Linked DNA regions of Mus musculus: region 2 is linked to region 1. Evidence: chromatin contacts called from public HiChIP or PLAC-seq data. All regions are on one chromosome and are shown on one strand. Each heading gives the region's core, a stretch centred on a gene start, on an enhancer-like site or on the middle of the called end of the contact. The rest is flanking DNA. Distances are from core to core; before and after follow the strand shown. Region 1 overlaps 1700001L19Rik (RIKEN cDNA 1700001L19 gene). Region 2 has its middle 22 kb from the start of Gm35514.

Region 1 (6,352 bases), core at 830-3,329:
ATTTACACAGACCTAGATGTACATACACACAGCTTAGATATTCTGGAAGAGGACCTGTTAATATAACTATGTTCTGTAGATCTCTGCATCTCTTCCTCACCTTTTTCTTAATCAATCTGCTCGTGTGGTACCCAGCAGAAGAAGTAATATGTGGGTTAGGTGGTATTTAACCAGCATCTCACGCATCAGGCTTGGGTTTGTTGCTCTAGATGTCCCGATTCCCTCAGCAATGAAACCAGACTTGGTTTATCTGTGAGACTGGAGGTGATCACCTGCTGTCTCACTTGTGCTACGGTGGTTTGGTTTGGGTGTTTGTTTTTCCTAATAGTGATACTAAAATGATTCACTCTGTGGGACAGAGACAAACTAGTGTGTGGAAAGAATAAATGCACACGGATGTTGAGGGGACTGGAAAACACTTGTTTACCGAGTGCAGGAACCCAGCGTTCTGGCAGTGATGGGAATAGCTAGCAATGCAGCATCAAGCAATGAGGGCACTCATGGACTGACCACCAGGTAGACTTTGATCAGCTCAAATCTGGTAGAACCTGATGTATCTACCATCCAGTGAAGGAGACAGCATGGTTTTTAAGAATTGCAGTTCCAGGATTTCTAAGAGTTTTGCCAGATATGCAGGGAACTTTCCCTCACTGAGAGTATCCCAGCTTCACTAAATTCAGCCATTCCTGGTCTGTCACTGGAGGCAGTGGCTTCTCTCTCTGCATCACAGCTCTCATTAGCGTGTTTGCACCACCTGCCCTGGGTTGTGTCTCCTGATCAGGTAACACATGATCTAGACAGGGCTGTGAGAAACACTAACTCCGTGAAGAATTGACTAAATTCAGCATTCAGTGCTATAACATCAACTAGTTCTTGTATCTTCACATTACACTGTAGCCAAAAGTAAATTCTAGAGGAACTAGGAAAATAAAAGCAAAAGAAAGCCCATGAGGGCCCTCCCACGCATAAAAGCAATAAGGAAAATGTCACAAAGAAAACATCAATCACTTTGACTCTCTAAAATAGGCATTTGCTTATCAAATAAATCTAAGTTTCTTTAAAAACCCATTTTAAGTCGTGACAAAGAAATCTCAGTCATGAACACTCAGTGCAGATCTGTTGCTGCAGAAGCTGATGGCCTCCAGCCCTCACAGGCAGAGCAATGCTTTCTGGGAGAAACAGAAAGGACCCTTCAGTAGCACAGAGGAAGTTCAAACTTGGCACCCACTCTGCAGGAGTGGTGGGCCCATCCCTCTTCTAGGCCTTTTGAGGCATAAAGCTACTGGCTAAGCTGGGGAGAGGCCCACAGCAAGACAGCACTAACCTGAACGCCCACTGTAGTGTGTGTGTGTGTGTGTGTGTGTGTGTGTGTGTGTGTGTGTGTGTGTACTTCTGTGTGAGTGAATGAATCCATATATGGAAAGGTGGAGTTGTACCAAGCTGTCTGTAGGCCAGTAGAGGGCATCAGATCTCTTGGAGATGGAGTGATGGACACCTGTGAGCCACCTGATATGGGTGACACCTGTGAGCCACCTGATGTGGGTGACACCTGTGAGCCACCTGGTGTGGGTGGTAGAAACTGAATTCAGGTCCCTTGGAAGAACAGCAAGCACTTTTAACTACTGAGTCATCTCTCTCTTAAGCAATCGGATGGTAGTTAGGCATATGGTCTGGTCTCAGTTTTCTGTCTGCAAGCCCTCCTGCCCTGGCTATCCCTGTGCTGTCTGTAGGGTAGAAGGAGGTCAGCCACAGCTGACAGCATGAAGGACGAACCCTTGTGATCAAGTTGTTCTCTTCTAACCGCTGAGGACCGTATGCAAAAGTAGGCGTGGGCGGTCTTCCCCATCCCACGCCCAACAGTGCTCCCACTGGGCGTGTAGTCTGCTCAGGTAATGGGAGCCGCAGAAGAGGGGAAGCACCAACAGTAAGGAAACAAACTGCCAGGAAGGGAACAGTAAGGAAACAAACTGTGCTGTGTTTCTTGCCTCGAGCTTTCGGCCAGGCCACCCCTCCAGAGTGGGGTGGGTTCTGCTAGGGGGCGGAGCTTATCTGAGAAGGAGACCCAATGACAGAAGAACAGATTCAAGGAGAAAGGGGGCTTGTAATCACTGTTACAGATGCTCCACGTCACAGAAACCTATTGCAATATGCAACTTCCCAGGAGAAACGAAAAAACAAAGCAAAACAAAACAAAACAGTCTATTGGTTTTCATTTTAACGAGGTCTCCTAAAACTCTGTAAATAGGAGCAGCTAAGAGTCTATGCTGCCTCCTCCCAATTCCAGGGCGTTGCGAGCGCCTGGGCCATGTTGATCTGGATTAGGAAGCTCACTGCTTCTGGGCAAGGGCTGATGAAAACCCAGGAGCTCCCAGCCCCACCCTACCAGCCCGCCCCATCCTACCCTTGCCGCGTGTGTGCTGCATATTCAGAATGTTCCAGAGGGGGGAAAAAGGATGAATTTTTCTACTGCTGAAGAATAAGACTAAAAGGAAAAAAATTACTAGCAGACGGGCAGCCTCACAGAGCAAAACACTATCCGTCTCCTGTGTCTGAGCTGAGCCGAAGTGTGTCTTCCATTACAGAGCTTTCATCTTTTGTTCTTGTATTCCTTTGTGGCTTGAAGCAAGATGATTTTAATAAAAACCAATCGGGACTGAGATGCTATCACAACACAGACTTGGTGCTGCACAATTAAAATCTCTCAGATTCACCTGCCTTTCTCTGGAATTTAGCTTTAAAAAAAGAGCAAAACAGAAAATATTAACTTGTGACCTCTGCCTTTGTCTGCTTGCATTTTGAGCATTGCTTAAACATGGAAACGGTGTGTGCTACATGTGACATCTGATGTCCTGCCTTCAGTTTACCTCTTGTGCTTTCAAATCCTGTTACTGAGTAGTCTCTAGCCAGTTGAGTGTGTGGATGTCATCTGCTCAACGGTTGTCTGTGTCTTCCATTCCCATGTTTTACTGGGTCTGTTCCTTCTGCAGTTTGGGAAATAATTCAGCTGTGGAGATTTGATATCCATTGTTAGGTATTAAAAGGGCTGGACTTGATCTGAACACATTGCAAGAGGTGGTGCCTTCCAAGATGGCTGACTTTAGGTGAGGTTATCAGGGCAGTCTGGTCGCTCTATACTGAGTGAGACAGAGAGGCCATTGTGTTCAGTCCCAGCCTCTCAGAGAGCCATGCTCCACTGCAGGGAGCATGCTCCTGGCCTCTCAGTGTGCTCTGACTGCTCCAGGATGCTCAGCCAGTGAGACCATTAGTACCTGTGGTTTCTGGAAACTTGAGAACCATGACCTAAATAAACATTTTCTTTATAAGACACATAGCCTTGGGTATTTCATTGTAGTGATGGAAAATGAGCTAAAAATAACTCTAAGGGGCCATTTTAGGCTCCAGGACAGAAATGGAGGGCCCTCACTTTAAGTGAGACTATAGTCTGAGCCTAGGAAAAACACACACATACAAATATATAAAAATAATAAAATGCTAAAATATTACAAATAAAATGACAGCATGGAAAAATGCAGTGGCTTAAAAGAAGGGATGCTAAGCTCTTGTGTGCTCTGAGCTTGTAGACGTGGTAACGATCTGTGTGCTCTGGTTTTGTGGACATACCTTGGCATCTCTGATAATCACACAGCTAGCTACTACAGCTAGAACTCTGGAAAGCAACTTCTCAGGTGCTGTGGGTTGGGTTTTGTCCTCCAGAAGCCCTCGAGTTGAAGTTTTATACAAGAGAATATGGAATGCTGCCCTGCTCAGAAGCAGGGTTGCTGAAGATGTACTCAGTTAAGGTGATGTCATGCTAGCATAAGACAGCACTATGCAATGTGAATGGTGTTCTCAAGGAGCAGGAATTTGAAATAGAGACATATATCAGGAGAGACGGTCTGAACAGGACAAGAAGATGGCTATAAAGAAACAAAGGTGTTTCCCTCTGAGCCCACAAAAGGGACTGAACATTCCACTCTCCAGGACTCCAAAAGGTAAGTTACCATTGTTTTAAGCCATTAAGCCTGGACCACTTTGTGCTGCCCAATACACTCTACAAAAGCAGCTGTGTTCAGAACAACTGGGAAGCCAAAGTGGGGTTAAATCAGAGGCTACTGAAGCAGGGCCAGAAGCCTAAGGAGCACACTCCTCTGGTAAACTCAATTTGCTGACCACCTGAGTGGAAAACGTCACTAATACACAATTATACTCTACTCCTGACGACACAAGGAATTCCCTTGCTCCTCCCTCCTGCTCCCGCTGCTCCCGCTGCTCCCCCCTTTTCCCCCTCTCCCCGCTCTGCTGCTCCCCCTGCTGCTCCCCCTACCGCTCCCGCTCCTGCCGCTCCTGCTGCTCCTCCTCCTGCTCCTCCTCCTCCTCCTGCTCCTCCTCCTGCTGCTCTGGCTCCTTTAGTGAAGACACGTGACCAGTTCTACCCAATGGAATGTGATCTGAAGCGACCTGTGCCGCCTCAGCCAGAAGTATGGAAGAACCAGCACCCAGAGCCAGGTTGCCTGGAGTGGGAGCAGCCCAGGAGGTGGCTGCTGAGTGATTTAACTGTGCAAGGGCATACTGCCGACCCTACTGGACCTTTTGCATGAGAAACCAAGTCGCTGAGCTCTGTGGGGTTGTTTGTTGCTGCAGCAAAACTAGTCTTGTCCTGACTGATCCAAGTGGAAAGCTCTCCACTTTCCAGAAGTTACACTCTCACACAAATCACAAGCGTGAGGTTTAAAATAAACTGGGACCCAGGTCCTTTCTTTTCTCCTCCTTTTCCTATGACATCAAATATAAACATGTTCTTCTTTATCAGATTGAAATACTTAAATTCTGTGGGAAAGGAACAAAAGAGATGTGCACACTTTCATAATCTTTTTGACAATTTGTCACATGCTTATGCATACATGTGTGTGACAATGTGCTGTGATCACATTCACCGTTACCCTTGTCCATCTTCCTCCCACACTTGTACAAGATGACCCTTTGTACTTCCATGTGTGAATGTGTAGTGTGTGTGTGTGTGTGTGTGTGTGTGCATGTGTGTGAATATGTGTGTATGTCCCACTCAATTTAGTTAAGGCTGCCTGTGGTGCTTTCTTTTTTGTTTGTTTCTTCAAGATAGAGTTTCAGGGTTTCTCTGTGTAGTCCTGGCTGCCCTGGAGCTTGTTCTATAGAACAGGCTGGCCAAGAATGCAAAGATCCACCTGCCTTTTCCTCCCAAGTGCTGGCATTGAAGGCCTGTGCCACATATTTTTATGTAACTGCAATGAGAATAATACTATAGGCTCACCAAACACATTTCTATTTGAGAACAAGTTACAGAGTCAGTTCTCTATTGTCCTATAGTAGTCTGAACTAGGAAGGTGCTAAGATGCCACGGCATGCTATCTCTAGGCATATAGGCTCAATCTCTGTGTATGAAGAATTCAGAGAATTCAATTAATGACTCCATTGTCCTGGAGACTACAAGGCTCTGTAAACCATGGAACCACTGAGAGAGAAACCAGGCCTGAATAAGAATAAGCCAGTTAATATCCACCATCACAGGGAAAGAGTCTACGTGATCCCACACCTGATTGAGAAGATTCCAGCAGGTGATGGCTACTGAGGGATGGAGAGTCAATTTTCTTCAGGAGTATGGATTATAGGAGTTTGACCCAATGCTCTCAACACCAATGTGCATATGGGGAGCACTGATTTGACTCAGGTGAGTTGTGAAGAGGAGGAGGAAGAGGAGATGGAAGAGGTGGTGGAAGAGATGGCAAAGGAGGAGGAGGGAGAGGAGAATATAGTGGTGGAGGAAGAGAAAGAGATGGAGAAGTAGGGGGAGGAGACAGAAGAGGAGGACAAGGAGGAAGAGGAGAACAAGAAGATGGAAGAGAAGGGGAAAGGGGAGGGAGGAGGAAGAAGAGGATGGGGATGAGGAGGAAGAGGAGGAAGATAGATGGGGAGGAGTGGGAGGATAAAGATGGGGATGAGGGAAAGGGGAGGATGAGGATGGAGATGAGAAAGAAGGAAGGAGGAGGGAGAAGTGTCCAAGATAGGCTGCAAGTAGGGAGGGGAGCTGAATATGACGTCAAATGCATCCTAGTCATATACATAATTATCAGTGCGTATATAATAAAATTCATGTCCTTTTCAAATAAAGATATAAATAACCCTCATTATAATTTTTATATGTTTTTAAAAGAGGCACAGTGGGTTGTCAAATCACTGCACCAAGAGCTTTCCAGTACTCACATTGGGCAAAACATGAGAAATGAATCAATGTCTGTCATATGACACTTATTGTCTTCATTCCAATGTTGCCCTTTTATGAAACTAACTGCTCACTGCAGAAAAAAAAAACAGGCAT
Region 2 (6,787 bases), core at 2,849-5,348, 810 kb before region 1:
TGTATATAAAACCAAAACCCCCTCTGGTGGTTAGTGGTAACTGTCAACTTGACAGATCTAGAATACCCAGGAGATGGTTTTTCTGGGCATGCCTGGGGATTTTTGTGGTTAGTTGATGCACAAAGATCTATCTAAACTATGAGTCGGATCTTGGGTGGTATAAAACAGGGAAAGTGAGTTAAATGTGTGTGTGTGTGTGGGTGGGTGGGTGTGGGTGTGTGCGTGCGTTAATTACTCTGTACTTACTGACTGTTGATATCATAAGACAAATTACTTCAACCCGATGCTGCCCTAACTGCTGTGATGTGTTAGTCACAGTGAACCTGTCTTGAGTGACTTTTGTCAGGATGCTTTGTCACAGCAACAGGAAAAGCAGCCCCTTGGACCAAAAAGATTTCTCCAGATAGGACAGATAGGATAGGAAAAGAAGAGAAAAATAAAAGACCTTTCATCTTTTTCATCCCAGATCCTTTACAGTTGAGTTGTGTCAGCAATCATATGTATTATTAAGGTTCTAACTGTCAGAACTGTCACTGTGACCTTATTTCAAAACGGAGTCTTTCTAAGATATAACCAAGGCACGATGAGGCACGATGATAGCAGCTGGGAGCGGGCTGAGTGCAGTGGCTGGTGTGCTGCGAGTCAAAGCAGATTGTGCAAGAGAAGATCCTGTAGGGATCAAGGCAGAGAGAGACTCGAGTGACACAAGCACAAGCCTGGAGACAGGAGCATTCCAAGGAGCAGCCAGGCGAGCATATCCTCCTGCTGATGCTGGCTTCCTGATCTGGCAGAGGTTGGCTCTTGGGCTCTAAAGCTCTTAGTGAGCAGTGCTCAGGAAATGAGGATAACTAGTACATTCCGGTTAACTTCAGGTGTCCTCTTGATTTGGATAAGGGATACCAGGGTAGCTGGTAAAATACTGATTCTCAGTGTAGCTGCAAGGGAGTGTCTAGCTGCAAGGGAGTGTCTGGAAATACTGACATTTGAATCAGAGGGCTTTAGAAAACATGTAAGCATGAAACAACTGTGAGGACTGACTGAAAGACCTCCAGGGAGTGTCATAGAGTCTGTCCTGGGAAGTGGGAGTCTCATCTGAGGCCTCTATCAGATTGCCCCGAGGCCATGTCCATAGGCTGTGTCTTAATTGTTGATTGATGGGGAGGGCTCCGCCCACTGTGGGCAGTGCCACTCTTGGGCAGGTGAGCTTGGGATTATAGAAGCAAGATTGCTACAACAGTAGTTAAATAAAAAGAGGCCATGAATTTGGAAGAGAGCAAGGAGGAGGTATATGCAGGTTTGAGAGGAGGAAAAGGGAGGGAGAAATGATGTAATCATATCATAATCTTGAAAATAAAAGGAAAAAGAGAAAAATAGACCAAATATGACTTTTATCATTACCGTTGTGTGTACACAAAACATATAGATACAACCTGCTGATTTTTGTTAGTGTGTATATGGTTTCAGGGCTGACCACTCTGTATCAGACAATTGATTAGGAGATGCTAATTCTCCTTCTTCCAGTAGTAAATACATGCCTGTAATTCTTATCTATATATGTATATAAAGATAATAATTAATAACCAAAGAAAAGAAGGCTTTTAGCCTAAAGGAGGACCTTGAGGGGGTTGGAGGGAGGACAGAAAGGGAAAGTGATGTAATTCTATTTCATTTAAAACATAAAAGAGCAGTAGCCTAGCAGGCCCAGGGAAGCACACTAGGAGGCAGGGTTCCTCAGTGGTCTCTGCTTCCTTTTCTGCCTCAGGTTCCTGCCTTGAGTACCTGTCCTGGTTTCCTCTAGTGATAAATTGTGAACTGGTAGTGTGAGCTAAAATAACCTTCTTAAATCCTGTTTGGACTAGATGTCCCAGGATAGGGTGGTACCCAAGGGTAGGGGACAATGGGGGGGGAGGGCCAGTGGTGGAAGGCAACAGTGGAAGGTGGGGGCTTTGCACGGGTGGGAAGAGAGGAGGGAGTGAAGCTGTGATTGGGATATAATCCGAATTTTAAAAAGTAAATTATTGGGGGGGGGGGACCCTCTTCTTACACAAGGTGCTTTGGCCATGGTGTTTATCAAAGCAAAGGAGTTTGGGAGAATCCTCTGGAGAAATACCAGAGAGGAGGTAGCTTAAGTTGGCACTGTAAGCATTTGTCACCCAAACCACAGTGACACAGGCTCCGCGAGTCTTCTGTCCCCATTCCAAGCTGGTCCCAGCATCTGCCTCTGGCCTGTGATATATGATCCTGACCTAAGGCCCCTGCTGACTTATCAGAGCCAGACAGCAGCATTAACGAGATTCCCTCCAGAAAGAGTCTGCGATTTTGGCTGGAGGAGCTCAGGGAATTGGATGCCCTGGGTTGAGTGAGAGCAGATCAGGATCCAGGGCACATCACTCGTCTGGGTAGTTGGATCTTCCAGCAACTCTAATGAGTTCACAGAAAGCAATTTCTTGGAATTTGGGCTTAGGGAACGCTAGAGATACTTGTAATGGATGAGCACAGGCAAAGGGCAAACACGAGATCTGAGCTTTCATTGAGCTCTGCTCTGTAGCGGAGTGATGCGGGACGGAATTAGGCTGCTTCCGGTGCCTTGACATACCTATGGAGCAGGTCTTGTTACCTGAGAACTGCGGAAGCGCCATTGTTGTCTTTTCCCAGCATGCTTTGCAATCTCCTTCTACACTGGGCCGAGCATATACAAACCATCACACTCTCCTTCCACACTGACACCTTGACTACAGACGCCCTGCCCCATCCTCGGTCTGGTAGCCATGGACTCTAAGGGGCTGTACCACCTTGGTGGGGCAAGATTCTCTCCTGACTGTATGGATTCTTTCTCCTGGTTCTGGACTTTCATTCTCTGTCAGCGAGGGTGGGTCAGTGTGGGTAAATCATCACTCGCCTTTCACATGCTGACTGGAGCCTGCAGTGCGGGGGGGGGGGGGGCAGGAAGGATCGGCTGCAAGAGGCAATCAAGTGCAGCAGCTTAATCAAGGCACTTTAATGTTCCCTGTCTAACAAGTAGCGCAGAGAGAGGAGTGAGGGCAGATTCCAGGCCTCGCAGTACCAGTGCCTTAGCTCCTCTCTCTTCTTGCTCAAAGTTTGGGAGTGAATGTTTTCCCCTTGGCCTTGGGATGGCATTGGAGCCACGATTCAGGCAGAAAGTACATTAAATGGGTAAGGTAAGGCGAGCTTCAGTGGTCTAGAAGAACAACCCTGGACTGGAAATCCCCAAACCTGAGCTCTCCCGCGTCCAGCCCAAACTTGGGACTCTTTCTCAGAATCACGGAGACATTGGTTAGAAGTCAGTGTTCTGAACTCCTTATCTGCTGACTCTGCTTGTGGGGTGAGGAGGAACTTGCCCATAGTCTGGCATGTGGGAAGCACTGTAGCAAATACATATGCATGAGGATAGGTGTGAGACTGAGAGTGTGAGCATGCGTGTGCTTGGGTGCGTGTGTGAATGAGTATTGCCCAGTGCTACACGTATGTGCATGTCTGTGCCTAGGCATATGAGTGTCTGCACATCTCAGGGCTGTGTGTCAGTACATGTGTGTATGCCCCGGTGCATGTATTTGTGCACTTGAGATCATGTGTGCGAGTCTGCACATGGGTAAACGTATAATCGTGTGTGTTTATACATAGGTGACTGAATTTGTGTGCTTGGGTAAATGTATGCATGATCATTCTGTTTATCAGTGTGCATGTGTGCATATGACAACATGTGTGTTCATGAGTGGGTGAGTCTATGTGGTCAGGCTTTGATTCCGAGTGAATTATGAAGAGCCCATAAGCCTTATTTTTTTATTTTTTTGCAATTTACAAAAAGCTCACTCAAGGTCTGGTAGAGAATGAGGTGTTCCCCCCCCCCCCCCTCCGCCCAGCTTTATGTCATGGTGCAGGAGAATTGGATGCTAGATTGTGACTGCTCTGCAGGAAGCAATGTGAGGCACAGCTTGGCTTTGGGAGGCTGCATGCTGAGAAGATCTCTTTGTGCTCACCCTTCATCCCAACAGGTTCTGAGGCCAGCAGCTAATCCCCATGGCTAGCAGCTGTCCTTTGCCCAAATCTGTAGAACATGGCCACGCAGCTGAGCCCAGGGGTATGGACCTCTTTGAGGCTCTGTTCTTTGTCTGAATGGTGGTTGGCACAGCACTTCTGCATGGGCTGAGATGACCCAGTTTTGATGACTGAACAACCATCGATCCAGGCTCTTGCTTCAGTCCCACAGCCTGCTTGCCTCTGCCTTTTGTTTAGCAGCTTAAGAATGGCTGCCATGGGTGTGCTCAATTCTTGTTCCTATGAGCATAGCAGGGTGGTCCCAGTCAAACAGAAGAGCTGTGCATTATTGTTCTATTTCTGCTGTGGTTTGGGGCTTGGCCAGTTCCCTACTTATACTCCTTGGGCCCGTAGTTCAGGGAAGGGGCTGTTTCCTTAGAGTCAGGATCACACTCCCCAGCTCTGAGTGTGTTGCTACAACTTTGCAGGCTATGGCCTGGCTAAAGGTGTGCCTGGGTCAGACACCCTCAAGTCCTTCAGAAAAGGCTGGTAGAAGAGCTTTCCAGGGCCTGGTGAGGGGTGTGGTGGGCTGTGATGGGAGATGAGAGATAAGAGCTGGTGTCACCAAGGTCTGGATGGATGGGATGGATCCAGATAAGCAGTTACTCATTTCAACCAGGCTAGGAAGATGCCTTTGCCCATTGGTTCTTGTGATGCACTGACTTTATTTATATCTTGCTTTGATCCCAGTCACTGTTAAGTTTGTACCTAATACAAAGGGATTTTTGCTTTGGATTAGGCAATGAAATATTTTCTTTTGGCATTTATCTCTCGCCCTCCCTCCCGCCCTCCCTCCCCCCTCCCTCCCCTCTCTCTGCGTATGCATGTTTGCAAGTGTTTCATTACACATGAGTAGATGTGCATGCATGTAGGTGCATGGGAGGACTTGAGATTTCTGCTTGACATCATTCTTGATCATTCTTTACATTATTCATCAAAGCAGCTGAACCCAGAGCTTGTGAATGCAATTTGTCTCCTAGCAAGCTTGCTCTAGAGATCCTCTGTCTCCACCTTCCTAGGGTGGAATTTCAAGCCAGTCACCTCAAGTCACCTGTCACCTGATATCTATGTGGGTCTTAGGAATCCAAACTTTGGTCTTCATGCTTGCAGAGAAATGGAAGCCCTCTCAGCACTGATGTCCCCAGGCCATGTTACAAACACACATGTACATCAACTCCTAGGCTGAGTTATCCACTAGTGTGCACACCTACTCCAGGCTGTGATACACATACACATGCATACCTACTCCTAAGTTGCCACGCATGCATAGCATATGTATGTGCATGTGCGTATATGCATATGTGTATATGTATGTTCATATGTGTATATGCATATGTGTGCATGTATGTTCATGTATGTGTGTGTGTATGGGAAGCCGTTGTGTGCATGTATGTACACATGTGTGTGTGTGCATGTATGGGTATGCATGTGCACATACGTGCATATGTGTGCATGTGCATGTGTGTGCATGTATATTCACGTGTGTATTATGTGCATGTGTGCGTGCATGTGCATGTATGTATGTGTGTGTGCATGTGTGTATGTATGTACACATGTGAATGTATGTGCATGTATGGGTATGCATTTGCATGTGTGTGCATATATGTGTTTTCATGCAGCCAGAGGTCAAGGTCATCAATATGTTCCTTGGTCACTCACCATCTTATCTTTAGAGACATGTTCTTTTGGGTGACCTGGCAGTGGTCATCAATTCAGATAAGCGTACTACACTGTGAATTTCCCCAGAGCTTCATCCCTTGGTGCTATTAGGATGCCAACCATTGCTCTGTGTTTGGCATGTGAGCTGCCTGCCACAACATCAGTCTGTTGGTCACCAGGGGCAAGGAGGCCTGCGAGTGCTTCAGCTGATGTAGTGATTGTACTGCAGGCCATTTTCCTCTGATCCAAGATCCCTGATGGTGTGGGAGGGCCAAGTCCCTGCCGCCTTCATAGACACTGATGAAACATGAGCTGTGGTGAGACTAAACTTCCCTGGGTGCCGTGATTCACGACTGATTTCCCCATCTCGAATTCTATTAAAAACAAGCCTGAAAGTACTTCTTGTTCCCAAACCCTTAGCACAGGGACACCGTTTCTGTAGGAGTGAGAAATATGCTAAAAATGTTATATACATTTAAAGGCAGCCTGCATATACAGTAAACGGATGTAGTGTATTTGTATATATTGTGTCAACAACCAAGTATTTTCTCTAATTACCCAACACAGAAGCCCATGCAGGTGTCAGCTCTCCTGTTGTCCTGACAGAAACAAAGCAGGAAGGATTTATCTTGACTTGTTCTCTCAGAGGTTCTATCCATGGTCCTTTACCCATGTTGCTTCTGGGACACAGCGAAGTAGAACACTGTAGTGAGGTGTTCTACTTCTCTTCAAAGGTGCCTTCCACATCATCGGGAATCTTGGATCAGACATAAATGATATATTATTTACAATACTACTTCAGCTGAAGCTACTAGAGGCTGATCCCAAGCCCTTAGAGTCACTCCCTCATCTAAAGTGAAGGCTATTAATAGAACATTTGAGCATTGGTCAGGCTAACCAATCAGCAGCCAGCTGTCAATGAATAGGTGATTGCTTCTCCCAGTTTCCCAATGCCAAACATCTTGGTTAGGGTTTCTGTTGCTGTGAAGAGACATCACAACCATGGTAACTCTTATAAAGGAAACATAATTGGGTCTGCCTTACAGGTTCAGAGGTTTAGTCCATTATTGAA

The links. HiChIP or PLAC-seq counts read pairs in DNA pulled down with a chosen protein or histone mark.
Region 2: an H3K27ac HiChIP or PLAC-seq map of VIP interneurons shows a contact between it and region 1, with 4 times the contacts expected there. The contact joins two enhancer-like sites. A contact is called at or near these places in 6 of 39 promoter capture datasets (the C10 cell line, cranial neural crest, embryonic stem cells and 3 more) and 3 of 115 datasets of contacts at active chromatin or transcription factors (SST interneurons, VIP interneurons and stem cell-derived neural progenitor cells).

The regions. Positions count from the first base shown.
Region 1 is chr13:68,603,863-68,610,214 of GRCm38.p6, reverse strand. All of the region lies in intron 1 of 1700001L19Rik (RIKEN cDNA 1700001L19 gene), which reads right to left. Among named protein-coding and RNA genes, the nearest start is that of Gm34903, 3.2 kb to the right of the region's middle. Within about 2 kb of position 2,079, at least 48 of the 459 cell types and tissues checked have an H3K27ac peak or open chromatin away from gene starts, as enhancers often do. A contact at or near this core is called in VIP interneurons, where this site is marked.
Region 2 is chr13:69,414,267-69,421,053 of GRCm38.p6, reverse strand. No RefSeq gene overlaps it. Among named protein-coding and RNA genes, the nearest start is that of Gm35514, 22 kb to the right of the region's middle. Within about 2 kb of position 4,098, at least 6 of the 459 cell types and tissues checked have an H3K27ac peak or open chromatin away from gene starts, as enhancers often do. A contact at or near this core is called in VIP interneurons, where this site is marked.